Regions from separate parts of the Sus scrofa genome. Here region 1 is linked to region 2. The links are chromatin contacts, called in public targeted proximity ligation maps. All regions are on one chromosome and are shown on one strand. The core of a region is the stretch at or near the end of the contact, and the rest is flanking DNA. Distances in the headings are between cores, read along the strand shown. Region 1 overlaps KIF3C (kinesin-like protein KIF3C). Region 2 overlaps RAB10 (RAB10, member RAS oncogene family).

Evidence for each region.
Region 1: a contact with region 2 is called in a targeted proximity ligation map of alveolar macrophages. A contact is called at or near these places in 1 of 5 promoter capture datasets (fetal liver), 21 of 47 Hi-C or Micro-C datasets (alveolar macrophages, blood, embryonic fibroblasts and 13 more) and 2 of 2 datasets of targeted methods (alveolar macrophages and skeletal muscle).

The regions. Positions count from the first base shown.
Region 1 is chr3:112,994,362-113,000,889 of Sscrofa11.1, reverse strand. It overlaps KIF3C (kinesin-like protein KIF3C), which reads right to left. Exons shown (of 11, transcript XM_021087735.1): 5 at 4,616-4,717; 6 at 3,851-3,973; 7 at 2,621-2,739; 8 at 2,048-2,164. Among named protein-coding and RNA genes, the nearest start is that of KIF3C, 34 kb to the right of the region's middle.
Region 2 is chr3:112,839,869-112,846,436 of Sscrofa11.1, reverse strand. It overlaps RAB10 (RAB10, member RAS oncogene family), which reads left to right. Exons shown (of 6, transcript NM_001243060.1): 6 at 1,729-4,247. The coding sequence ends at 1,812. Among named protein-coding and RNA genes, the nearest start is that of GAREM2, 26 kb to the right of the region's middle.

The DNA.
Region 1 (6,528 bases), core at 325-2,824, 160 kb before region 2:
TCATTCTTAGGAAATATGGGGAAAGGGTTGACTGCAACTTAATCTCAAATGGTTGGGTGTGTGTGTGTGAATAAAGCAAGAAGTGGCAAAATGCTAACAATTGGTGAGCTTTGGTGAAGGGTTTATTGGAATTTTTGGTACTGGTCTCTCAGTCCTTATTTTTCAAAGTTAAAAACTAGAGAGTTCCCTGATGGCCTAGTGGTTAAGGATCCCACATTGGCACTGCTGTGGCTTGGGTTTGATCCCTGGTTCAGGAACTTCTGTATGCCACCAGCACAGCACCCCCCCCCAAAAAAAAATTAAACAAAAAAAGCTACATGTCTTCTCAGAGCCTCTTTCATCCAGTCACTATTCAATGTAAAGAAATTCCTCCACCTACAACCTTCAACTCAAGAACTCTGAAAACACAAAATAACCCTACAGACCAGCATCCTCCTCCAGCAGATGGCACTGGAGTAGTAGTTTTTCAGCCTGGCTTCCCTGTAGAATCAGCTGGAAGCTTCGAAAAAAAATTTTAAGTCCAGGGATCCGCCCAAGATCCTTTAAAATCAGATTCTCTGGAGACCAACTCACAGGTGATTCTAGTTGCAACCAGGATGGAGAACTTCTGTGTTAGATGAGGTATTACTGCAGGTGTATTTTATTTTATTTTGTCTTTTGTCTTTTTTTTTTAGGGCCACACCTGCAGCATATGCAGGTTCCCAGGCTAGGGGTCTAATATGAGCTGTAGCTGCCGGCCTTTGTCAGAGCCACAGCAACTTGGGATCCGAGCTGTGTCTGCGACCTACACCACAGCTCACAGCAACGCCGGATCGTTAACCCACTGAGCAAGGCCAGGGCTCGAACCCACAACCTCATGGTTCCTAGTTGGATTCGTTAACCACTGAGCCACGACAGGAACTCCTGAAGGTTTATTTTAAATCCAAAGTGACGCCATTGAGGACATTCCCTTGTGGCACAGAGGGTTACGGAGACAGCATTGCCACAGTTGTGGCACAGGCTGCAACTTCGTACAGGTTTGATCCCTGGCCTGGGAACTTCCATATGCCATGGCCTCGGCCAAAAAAAAAAGAAAAAGAAAAAAGAAAAAACCAACAACGAAACACACCAAAACCCCCACAAAGTGATGCCACTGAAAAGCCCTTGACTTATGACCTTGACATTTACAAACTTGGGTCGTGTTGCCTGCAGGAGGATGAGCCCCTCAGAAGGTAGACAGATTAAGCAGGCATCTGATGCTCCAGTGAGAAGCTGCAGACCACTCAGTTAGCCTCCCACCCGAGCTTTGGAGAGACTCCTGACCTCTCCTGGCATTAATACTCCTGGGATAGATAAAGCAAAGAATCTCCAAGGAAGTGCACTGGTGTCCGGCCTGCTGAGCACCTCTGTACACAGATTTTCAATTAAGGGACAGTGGGCCAGCTGGGTGCAACAGTCCCTCCGCTGGGTTTGAACATCCAGTCTCGTTCTTCATGGCCACCAGCAGAGGGAGCTCCATACCCAGCCAACGCACGCAAATGGCGCCTCAAGGCGAGGTTGTGGAAACAGGTGGAAATGCTGAATCACCCAGCTGAGTGGGGCTCTATCACTTCCTGATCTGATTACTTCTCTGTATTCTCCACTGGACTGTGAGCTCTGACTGTGCCTGATTTACCTTCTGCCTGCAAAGTCTCACATAACCCCGACGCACACAGAGTGCTCAGCAATATGACCGACTGTGGCTATTTTGGGCCTCAGATAAGTGAATATTCACCAGACTGGCCAAATGTGGGCACTCCCTGGGATTGCCAAGAGGCTGGAATGCTCTTCCTGCCCTCCTTAGGTCCCTCCCTGGGTATTTTCTGTATCCCAGGCCAAAGCACCACTGCGTTTATCAGAACGCCCTTCCTCCGTGGAGACCCGGAACGAGGGCCTGAGCACCCCGTCCTCCGACGGCATCCTTCCCAGCCCTCCGCAATCCACCCAAACCTTCCTCTCCGCACAGGCCCCCGACCGCTCCCAAGCTGGGGCGAGTCCCCAGGCCCAGACAACAGGGTGAGAGACTCACGCTCCGCCGGGCACAAGGGGCTGGAACTTCCACTGCTCCTCCTCACAGTCCAGGAAAAGCCGGTTCATGATCTTGTTCTTCTCCTCTGGGGGGATGAAGTTCTCGATGATGAGGTACCTGGGAGCAGGGATGAGGTAGAGAGGGGGGTTGGGGGGGTGAGACCACCCGCTGTATGGGAAGGTCGAAGGATGAGAAAGCGAAAAGCAAAGAGGCAGAGGAAACAGGTGGCAAAACCAAAAAGGTGGGGGAGGGGATCCCTGGAGACGTACTAGCGCTTGAAAATCACGTTTCTAATGCAGAGCTCGGGGCCTTAGGCGCTACTTCTGGGCAGCACCCAACATGCACCTTGCGGGTCATCACATGCAGGTGGAGGAAGGAAGGAGGAAACAGGGGGTCGAAGAGACCCCAGATGGGCCCCTCCTGCATCCCTCAGACACATTCTGTTCCTAAGGGGCCGGGACTCAAGGGTGAGTAGACAGAATGAAGCCTTCGGGAAGGAGAGGAGCCCGGCGGGGAGCGGTACCGCCTGCGGGGCGCTGCGAGGACCCCGAACCGGAAGAGGAGGGGCCCTACTTGAGCTTGAGCTCCCGGGTCTGCTCGTTCTGCGCCTCCTCCAGGTCCTGCCGCACGCGGATGTACTCGTCGTGCTGATCCTGGATCTCCGCCTTCACCGCCTGCAGCTTGGCGTAGAGCTGCGTGGGGACAGGGGCAGCTCGGAGGCTCCGGCCAGCGCAGACAGCCTGGGCCCCAGAGGCTGCGGGCTCAGAGTCCACCAGCTCCTCCCAGCATGAGGCCAGGGCCCACGCCTGGAGCTCCCCGCCGCCCCACCATCACTGGGAGCGGGTTATTCAGAAGGCAGCCCTGTCCCTCTTATGCCTGTTAACCGGCTGGCTATCTCTCTCAGGTGCTGTCCACCTCGTGCAACGTTCAGATCTGAAGGGACCCATGGGACCTTTTGGTCCAACACCCTCTTGACAGGTGAGCACGCTCAGGCCCAGACTTGCTCAAGGTCACATGACCAGGTAACACAAGAGCCAGGATCAGGCCCCAAGAATCAGGACTGCTGGTCCAGGGCTCCGGGAAGGAAGGGGGCCTCAGCCAGTTTGGAAGGTGACACAACCCCATGCCCGCCTCTCCAGCAGCCCTCAGAAGGGAGGGGTGTGGGTGACCTGGCTGTCCCACTCCTAACCTGCTGGAAGGTGTGTCCCTGGAAACTGCCCCGCCTGCTCTGGGGCAGCCACCTCAGCGATCCCAAGGACTCTTCACGTCCTTTCCAGAATCCAGGCTGGAATTTGCTGCTTCCTGCCCTAGAACCTCAGCTCAGGTAGGCGCCTGTCCCCAGCCAAGGACTTTGTAGGGTCCTGGTGGCTGATATTCTCATGCTGGAGAGTCCGGTGCTCCCTCTCGGAGCTCTCCTGGGCTCGAGTCTCCTCGGTCCCCCTCGCCACTCCCTTGGCCTGCTCTATGCCTGGTGAGCCCAACTGTGACTCACTGGTGACACACAGTAAAGGGGGAACGTTACCCAGGACCGTGAGGATGGCAATCCCGGGAAGCAGAAGTGAAAGCATTCCCCGCCTATCAGGTCCCGCCTGGCACAGGAGAAAAGGCTCCATCCCGCCCCAACCAGCACCCCCTCCCTCGGCTCCTCGCCCCAGCACCAGGTGGTGCACCCCAGGGGATCAGCAGTTCAAGCCAAATGGGGAAGGGTCGCTAAACCACACTCCCCCTGGGCAGGTGACTGTCTCGGGCAGAGGCTGCTGGGCCGCACACACACCTTGACCCTGTCCTGCTGTGGCATCTCACCTTCTTGAGTTTCTTGGTTTTGACCTCCACCTCCTGCTGCAGGGACGTGTAGGTGCCCCGGAGCTCCATGGTCTCCTCGTCTCGGAGCATCATCTCCTGCTGCATTTCCCGCTCACGGCGTTTCTAGGCCAAGGCAGGGCATGGGGCTCAGTGGAGCAGCATGTTCTGGGGTGGCTCAAGGGAGCCTGGGGGACAGGCTCGCTGTGCCCATCACAGACCCCGGCTGTGTCACGGCTACAGGTGCCAGAAGGGAGCCGGGGCCGTCCCAGGCCCACATTCACTGTGCCCACCCATCCTCAGGGAGTCTATCTGAACCTGCTCAGCTCGTATGACCATCCTTTTGCCAGGAGACCCTGGCCTTCACAGCTGGGGTGTCAACCACCTTGACTGAGGCCAGCATACTGGCTCTCGAGCTGCCTCAGCCTTTCCTGTGTAGCATCACAGTTAATTGACAAGACCAACAAACGGTGGTTCTTGATGATTTAGGACACAGTCGTTCAGGTGGCAAAGAACTACACCCTGTGGAAGGCCCAGGCCTCAGTACCAGGTGCCCCGTGGAGGCAGACATCACAGAGAGCCACCACTTCTCACTTGCCAGGCCCCCGGGAGGGTGGACCCGCGGACACAGGGTGGCAGGTCTGGATTCTCAGCACTGCAATTCCAGGGATCCTGAGGCCATGAAGGCTCTTTGCCCTAAGCTCCCCGGATGTGACCCCAAGGCCAGTTGCCCCCCACCCCTCAGGAACCTGAAGCCCCCAGACCTACCTGTTCTGCAATCTCCTGCCTCTTCAGTTCCAGCATCTTCTGCTGCTCGTTGGTGTGATCCATGATGTTCCTGCCCCCGATGAGCAGCTTGCTCTCCATGGCCTGGGGACACAAGAGGGGTGAGGAGATGGCCTTTGGGGCTTTTCCAAGGGCCACAGCAGCCCCAGCTTGAGAGGTCTGGTTTCCCTGCTCTGTGGTCCTTCCAGGAGGGGACACAAGAGGTGTCCCAGATGGAGCTTCGTGATGCTCATAGAGCATGAGGTTTCCCCCTCTGGCCTCCTGGGCCCCAGCACAAGGCTCCCACTGTTGGCAGGACCATCAGGTGAGACAAAGGGAGGGAACCCCTCAGGGGATACAGGGCACCTGGTCCCTCGGCTTTGGATACGGAAGGAAGGCTGGTCCATCATGCCTGAGAAGGGAGTGCGGGTGGCAATCTAATCCTGGCAACCAGCCCCGGCTGGTGTTCAGAGGGCGGTGAGGCAGGGATCCAGTCCCTGGGCAGCCCAGCCATTTAGCTAACTGGCTCCTGACTCAGGAAGAGGGCTCTCACACGGGCAGCAGGAAGGGCTCTGACCTGCAGCTGGAAAGTGGAAGAGAAGCCAAAGCAAGAAGACTCAGCAGCACTCTGGGGCTTAACGGAGCCAGAAGCAGCATGAGCTTGGAGATGATCCAGGCAGCTTGGGCTCTAGCCCCTCAGTGCGGGGTCTCGGCCCAATGACCGCTGGCCTCGCTTGCTCCCTACACATCATGTTCTGTATCTGGCTTCGCTGAAAGAATCCCAGCCCCCTGAACAGGCTGTGCCTTTTCACAACACCCGGCTCCTCTCCCTATTCCACGTCCCCCTGGAAAGGGGCCACTTCTGCCAGACACAGCTTGAGCATCTGGGGAAGATTCTCTGATTCCTTCAACTCTGCACAGCTCCTCCCTTGAGCCTCAATAACCAGGACATTTTTCTACTCTCTTCCCAGACTGTGTGCTCCTTCGGGTCAGGAATCATGTCTGACTCGGATCTCAGAGTCCTGGGGCTGAGCACAGTGCCTGGCACAAAGTAAGTGCTCAATACACGTTTGATGAACAGAAAGGAATCCTTGGGGTAGTCTCAGAGGGGGCTTCTGGGTCCCTTCTCTGGCCTCTCTGCTCCAGGGCGGAGCTGGGTCTTTATCCTGCCAGCTTCTCCTCCTTCAATCGGTCAACCCACACGCACGGGCTAAGGGGCAGAGTAGCAAGGTCTGGGCATCTGGGAAGCCTGGCAGGACGGACGGGCTGAGCATGAAGAGGGAGGAAGCAGAGGAAAGGCAGCATCTCTGCCTGCACACGGAGGAAGCCCCTTGCTGCTGTAGGCCATGGAAAAGGGATCCCTCTAACTCACCGTGCAATGGCACTGTGGGGGACCTGGTGTCTAGCCTGGTCCCCCATTCTAGGACAGATGTGCCCACTCCAGCCCCGAGTCCTTGCACTTCCCTGGGCATTTCATGTGGCCTTAGTGTTCTTCACGCTTTGTCACCTAATAGAAAGACACTAGTTCTCTAAATTAGTTGCATATGAGAATCACGTGGGGACCTTTTGAACCTCCCAGTGGCAGGCCCCACAGCAGGATAACCTTGGTCCCCTCCCCTCATGACGGGCTGTGAGAACTCCCAAGCCAGATTCTCTAGAGAAGATGCCACTAAGGAAGGCACAGGGTGATGGTCGCTGGGCTGCCTTTTTCTGCCTGATGGCAAACTGGGGATGAGGGTGGAGAGAGAAGCACAGGGCAAGGAGCCAAGGGGAAGAACACCATTCCTTTCTCTGCACCCGCTATGTGCCAGGTGTCTCACATCTACTCCCACCAAGAACCCTTGCAGCAGTGGGGCGCAGGCTTTGAGGTACATTAGAATCACCCGGGGAGCTTTTAAAAGGCTCAGTGCCCAGGC
Region 2 (6,568 bases), core at 1,602-4,101:
TTCTTCCAATCCAAGAGCATGGTGTATCTTTCCACCTATTTGTGTCATCTTTGATTTCTTTCATCATCATCTTACAGTTTTCAGAGTCCAGGTCTTTTATCTCTTTAGGTAGGTTTATTCCTAAGTATTTTATTCTTTTTGATGTGATGGTAAATGCGATTGTTTCCCTAATTTCTCTTTCTGATCTTTTGTTGTTAGTGTATAGAATAAGTTTCTAGGAGTTCCCGTCGTGGCGCAGTGGTTAACGAATCCGACTAGGAACCATGAGGTTGTGGGTTCGGTCCCTGCCCTTGCTCAGTGGGTTAAGGATCTGGCGTTGCCGTGAGCTGTGGTGTAGGTTGCAGACGCGGCTTGGATCCCGCGTTGCTGTGGCTCTGGCGTAGGCCAGTGGCTACAGCTCCGATTCAACCCCTAGCCTGGGAACCTCCATATGCCGAGGGAGCGGCCCAAGAAATAGCAACAACAGCAACAACAAAAAGACAAAAGACAAAAAAAAAAAAGAACAAGAACAGAAAAAAGCTCATCTATGGTGATAGAAATCAGAGTATCAGTTACCTCCAGGAGGGGTAGTACTGACCGGAAAGGGACACGAGGGAGCTTTTTAGGGGCATATTATGTTCTATATTTTGACCTGGTGGTTTCACAGCATATACTGGAAATCTTTCAAGTGCAGTTAAGATTTATACACTTTACCATAGATACACTATCCCTAAAGTAAATTTTGCTTTCACATGTATAGTATAGACTGTCCACTGAAAATAGTATATTCTTTTGACTGTATAAGTAATGTTTAGGATGTTGGGGGAAATACAGGATTGTACAAAGAGGAAAGTAAAAAATCATTCATAAACCTGTTACCTAAGGTTACTTCTGTTAACATTTTGGTGTCTCTCATTTTTATTTTTTTCCCATATCCATTTTTAACACGAATTATACGGCTTTGCATTCTGTCCCACCCAGTTTCCTCCACTTAAAGTTAGTACACCATAGTTAATATTGACTTTTTAAAGCAATGCTCCAGTAATACAAGCTCCACAGTCTCAAAAGACAAGTGAAACTAAACAAAAGAGGGCTGTTTTACTTCTCTGAAGTTAGACATGATCCAACATTGGTTTTACACATAAGCTTGCTGATGTACTTTTTAAGTACTAAGTACTTCTACCCCTGAGTACCTGGGGTCAGGGGTGGAAGATGACATACCTCTCTAACCAAGAGTTAGAGCAGAGAAGATTTCAGAAGTTCTGCAGAGGGGAGTTCCCATTGTGGCTCAGCGGAAACGAATCTGACTAATATCCATGAGGACCCAGGTTTGATCCCTGGCCTCACTTGGTGGGTTTAGGATCCTGCATTGCTGTGAGCTGTGTGTAGGTCACAGGTGAGGCTCTGATCTGGCCTCGCTGTGGCTATGGGGTAGCCAAGTGGCTACAGCTCCTGTTCATTCCCTAGCCTGGGAACCTCCATATGCCGTGGGTGTTAAAAAGACAAAAAAAAGTTCTGCAGAGGGAAGCCAGGAGGCTTCTGGACATTTCACATCTGGGAAGAAAGGGGGAAAATGAAGATCGAAAACAAAGCTTCTATTTCTTTACTTTGCATGGGGGAAAAAACCTATCTCCTGTGACTGTAATTGCATTTTGTTACGTAAGCTAACATTTATGAAAGTATTTCTGTTGAATCTTGATTGATCCATGGCAGTGTTTTTTCATGGGTTGCTTTCCTTGTTTGTTCCAGACCCCTGTAAAAGAGCCCAACAGTGAGAACGTAGATATCAGCAGTGGAGGAGGCGTGACAGGCTGGAAGAGCAAATGCTGCTGAGCGCTCTCCTGTTCCATCAGTCGCCATCCACCACCCTGTGTTCTCTTCTTGCTGCAAAATAAACCACTCTGTCCATTTTTAACTCTAAATAGATATTTTTGTTCCTCATCTTAACTCCAATCCACCTATTTTATTTGTTCTTTCATCCGTGACTGCTTGCTGACTTTATAATTTTCTTCAAACAAAAAAATGTATAGAAAAATCATGTCTGTGAGTTCATTTTTAAATGTACTTGCTCAGCTCACCACTGCATTTCAGTTGTATTATAGTCCAGTTCTTATCAACATTAAAAACGATAGCAATCATTTCAACTCTATTCTGCAAATTGTATAAGAATAAAAGTTAGAATTAACAATTTTATTTTGTACAACAGTGGAATTTTCTGTCATGGATAATGTGCTTGAGTCCCTATAATCTATAGACATGTGATAGCAAAAGAAACAAAAGCCAGGAAAACACTCATTTTTTGCCTTGAATATGTAAATGGGGTTAATTTTGTCCTGTGCCTTATGTGGAAAGGAAGTTCTTTGGTTTTTCCTCTTTCTGTTTTGGTGGAAGCATGTGCAGGAGACATATCATCGAAACATAAAGCATTAAAATGTTTGTGGTTTGCTTGGCTGTAATTTTCAAAGTAGTTAATTGAGGACAAAGGGTAATGCAGAAATGATAGCTTTGGTTTGCTGAGTCTCATTTTCAGTGGCCTTGATATTTAAAACTATTCCTGCCACCAGTTCTTTTCCTTGGCCACGTCTTCCTTGTGTCTCTTCCTGCATGCTGCTTTATTTGCTTCTCCCCCACCACTCTGTGGTATGGGTTATTTAAAAATGAAAGAGTCAAACTAGTAGGTTTGTCAAGTTTAACATAAAGCACTGATTTAAATTGCTAAGTAAACTGAAAGATAAATTCTAACTGCCTCCTCTCAAATGTCAGTTAACTATGTCCCCTCCTCATTTTCTCTCTCCCCTAATGCTTCTGTCCCAGATTCCTTCATATGCTGTTCGACTTCATGTTCCTCTTCTCCTTCCCTTTTTTGTTTCCTTCCTGTCTCTCCATTGAGTTTATGAAATGGAAGAGTTAATTGCATGCACTAGTGTTTGGAGGGTGTTGTGGTTTGTCTTTCTAATTAGGTGTATCGCCTATTCACTTTCCTAGAATAAATCTCTTAACCTAAATTTGAGTAGTCTCCATTTTGGCAACTCCTCTAGCAGTTTGGTAGCCCGGTAAAGGTTGTTTAAATAAGGTGGGAAGGAGGAGTGAAATTCATTAACATGTTTGCCAAATATCTTGAGATTTGGCCTTTGAAGAACACTTTTTCAGTGTTAAGTTGTCTTTACCTTAAGATTTAGAAGTACTTTAGATTATTATTAATTTTAAGTCCTATCTTCACATCCCTTTGAAAAACTTGTATTACCATGGATTTGGGAAAAGGACAACAAAGGCTTTTCATGTAAAGATAAGATACTCTAGCTCTCTCTCATCCTGTCCTTTTTTCACTTCATTTCTCTAGTTTTGCTTCATTGCTTATCATTAGGATAGGGTAAGTTACGTTTGCTCTGCTGCTAGCATCCTAAGATGATACCTTTGTTGAAATAATTGTGAATAGCATGATTCATTTCTAGCAGAGGCTGAGTTTAGGACAGCAGCTTCCATTGAAAAGTCTTTCTGTATCGTGGGTAGCATTTTAATGCCCTCTGGCTCACAGAAACAACATAGGGACATATCTGCTCTGAACAACCATGAATTTTTCAGATAGTGCCCTAAAAACAATTTTATATGCCTCACTGGTTATTGTTGTTGTTAGGTTTCCCCCTCACTTGACTTTATCATTGTTTACTACTAGTAAAAGCAGCATTGCCAAATAATCCTTAATTTTCCACTAAAAATAACAAATGATGTTAAGCTTCTCAGCAAAACGTTTTAGGTTAAATCTGCTGTTGGTTAGATCAGTTTTAATGTGTTGCTTTCCTGTATCTGGAATGTGGCAGTAGCTTTTTTATTTTTAACCCTCCTTAATCCTTATTCAATTCAGTGACTTAAGGTTTGAGAGCTAAACACTGGGATTTTTGGGTAACAGACTGACAGTTTTGTTGTTTGCGTAATTATAATCGGCATTGTACATAGAAAGGATATGGCTACCTTTTGTTAAATCTGCACTTTCTAAATATCAAAAAAAGGGAAATGGAGTAAAAATCAATTTTTGTATAACCTGTTTGAAACATGAATTTTATTTGCTTAATATTAGGGCTTTGCCCCTTTTTCTGTAAGTCTCTTGGGATCCTGTGTAGAAGCTGTTCTCATTAAACACCAAACAGTTAAGTCCATTCTCTGGTACTAGCTACAAATTCGGTTTCATATTCTACTTAACAATTTAAATAAACTGAAATATTTCTAGATGGTCTACTTCTGTTCATATAAAAACAAAACTTGATTTCCAACTGTGTGGCTTGGTTTTCATTTGTTTACGGAGTTTAAAATGAAGGATTCCTTCTGAAAATAGTGCAGAATAGCATACTGGATATTCGAGGGGCAGAAATAGAAGGGGAATAATTTTTTTCAACCTAGGGAAAGCTGAGAAGGCAATTTCAAGAGCTGTCTTTGGAAGAAACTGCCTTTAAAAAGCAGAATCATCCTGGGGTCAGAGAGCACAACCACAGTCACTCCACAGCCAACAGTATAGAACATGCCCGAAGGCCAACTGCAGCTGAGGTCAGCTCCTTACCCGGGTGAGACACCGGGTAAGGCAGCCATTGCTGGCGGATGAATCCTTGTTGGAGCAGTGACTGTCCTCTCACCTGACAAATGGAGTGTTTCCTTTTTTGTGAGCCATGAGCAACAACTTTGGCTCTTTTAATGTGCATTGCTGGTGCAAGAAATGTTTGATTCTGTATTAAGGACTTATTAATAAATAAGGTAAATATTTGTTTGCAAAATCATCTCTGCTGGAAGGATATATAGAGGTTTTCTTATACTGCAGGGGTTTCTATTTGGGCCACAACCGAGATTTAGGGAAGTTTCCAGGCCAGGGATCGAACCCACACTACAGCAATGATACCACCAGATCCTTAACCACTAGGCCATCAGGGAATTCCAACACTGCAGTTCTTATAAACCTGGAGGGGCTTTTTGTTTGGTTTTTGGCTTTTTAGGGTGGTACCTACAGCACATGGACGTTCCCAGGCTAAGGGCCAAATGCCAGATCGAAGCCTCATCTGCGGCCTACGCCACAGCTCACGGCAATGTCAGATCCTTAACCCACTGAGCAAGGCCAGGGATTGAACCCATGTCCTTGTGCATACTAGTCAGATTCATTACCACTCAGCCACAATGGAATCGCGAAACCTAATTTTTAATGCTTCCCTGTATACTTCCATCAACATACTTTGTGAATCTAGGGTGGGGCCTGTTATTCTGCCTTTTTTCTTTTTTTTTTTTTTTTGCTATTTCTTGGGCTGCTCCCGTGGCATATGGAGGTTCCCAGGCTAGGGGTCAAATTGGAGCTGTAGCTGCCGGCCTACACCAGAGCCACGGCAACGTGGGATCCGAGCCGCGTCTGCAACCCACACCACAGCTCATGGCAACGCCAGATCGGTAACCCATTGAGCAAGGGCAGGGACCAAACCCGCAACCTCATGGTTCCTAGTCCGATTCGTTAATCACTGCGCCACGACGGGAACTCCCAATTCTGCTTTTGAGATTGGTATGGGAAAACAAACCATGGCTTCTCCCTTTATACTTAAAATCTAGATTAGGAAGCAGAAGCAATAATCAGCTAAACATACAGGAGCCAAAAGTTGTGACCCAGGCTTTAAATTCTATAAAGAATATAAAGTGCTGTAAAGAATATATAAGAAGAACTAGTTTAGTTGGTGAGCATAGTTGGGGTGGTCTTTGAGGGGCAGGGGCATGAATAGGTTTTTAGATGTGTAGATCGAATGGCTAGGGCTAAATGGAGGGTGAGAAGGGACAGTGAGCAAATTAAAAACAAACTTTGCCTGTGTGGGAAACCGGAAGTCCAGCTGGACAGTGTGGTAGAGGATGGAGAGTCCTGGTGAGACCTGGAGAGTGGTGAGGCCTGAGTGAAGAAAAGTCTAGATGGGCTGGAAGAGGAGAAGCTGTCCTAGAGACAGGAAGTTGCTGCATTAATTGAGATATGAAAAAGACCCAGAAAATGATAACAAAGGGCAGAGTTAATGCACAGGAGACTGTGAGTGGCAGAGAATATTTCTTGCCTACTAGGAAACCACCTAAGTACTTATAGTACTTCTCTGGGTTCTTTGGGTGATGTTATCAACAATCTGGTGAAATAGAACACTTTTTACAAAAGAAACAGGCAATACTCTAGTGGCCTAGCAGATAAGGATCCTGCATTGTCACTGCTGGGGTTTAGGTCACTGGTGTGGCGGGATTCAATCTCTGGCCCAGGAACTTCCACATGCTTGGGCATACCCCCCCCCCAAAAAAAAAAACGGTCTTGGATTACTCAGATTAAGTAACAGATTTCCCCGGGTGGTTCAGCCAGTTAAGTATCCAGCATTGTCACAGCTGTGGCTCTAGTTACTGCCATGGTGGGGGTTTGATGCCTAGGCTAGGAACTTCCACATACCATGGGCAAAGTAATTTTCTTAAAGTTGCACAGCCAGTTGGAGTTGGATTGGGTTTTTGTTTTGCCTTTTGGTTTGGTTTGGTTGGGTTGGGTTGGGTTTGGTCTTTTTAGGGCCACACCCTGGGCATATGGAAGTTCCCAGGGTAGGGGTCA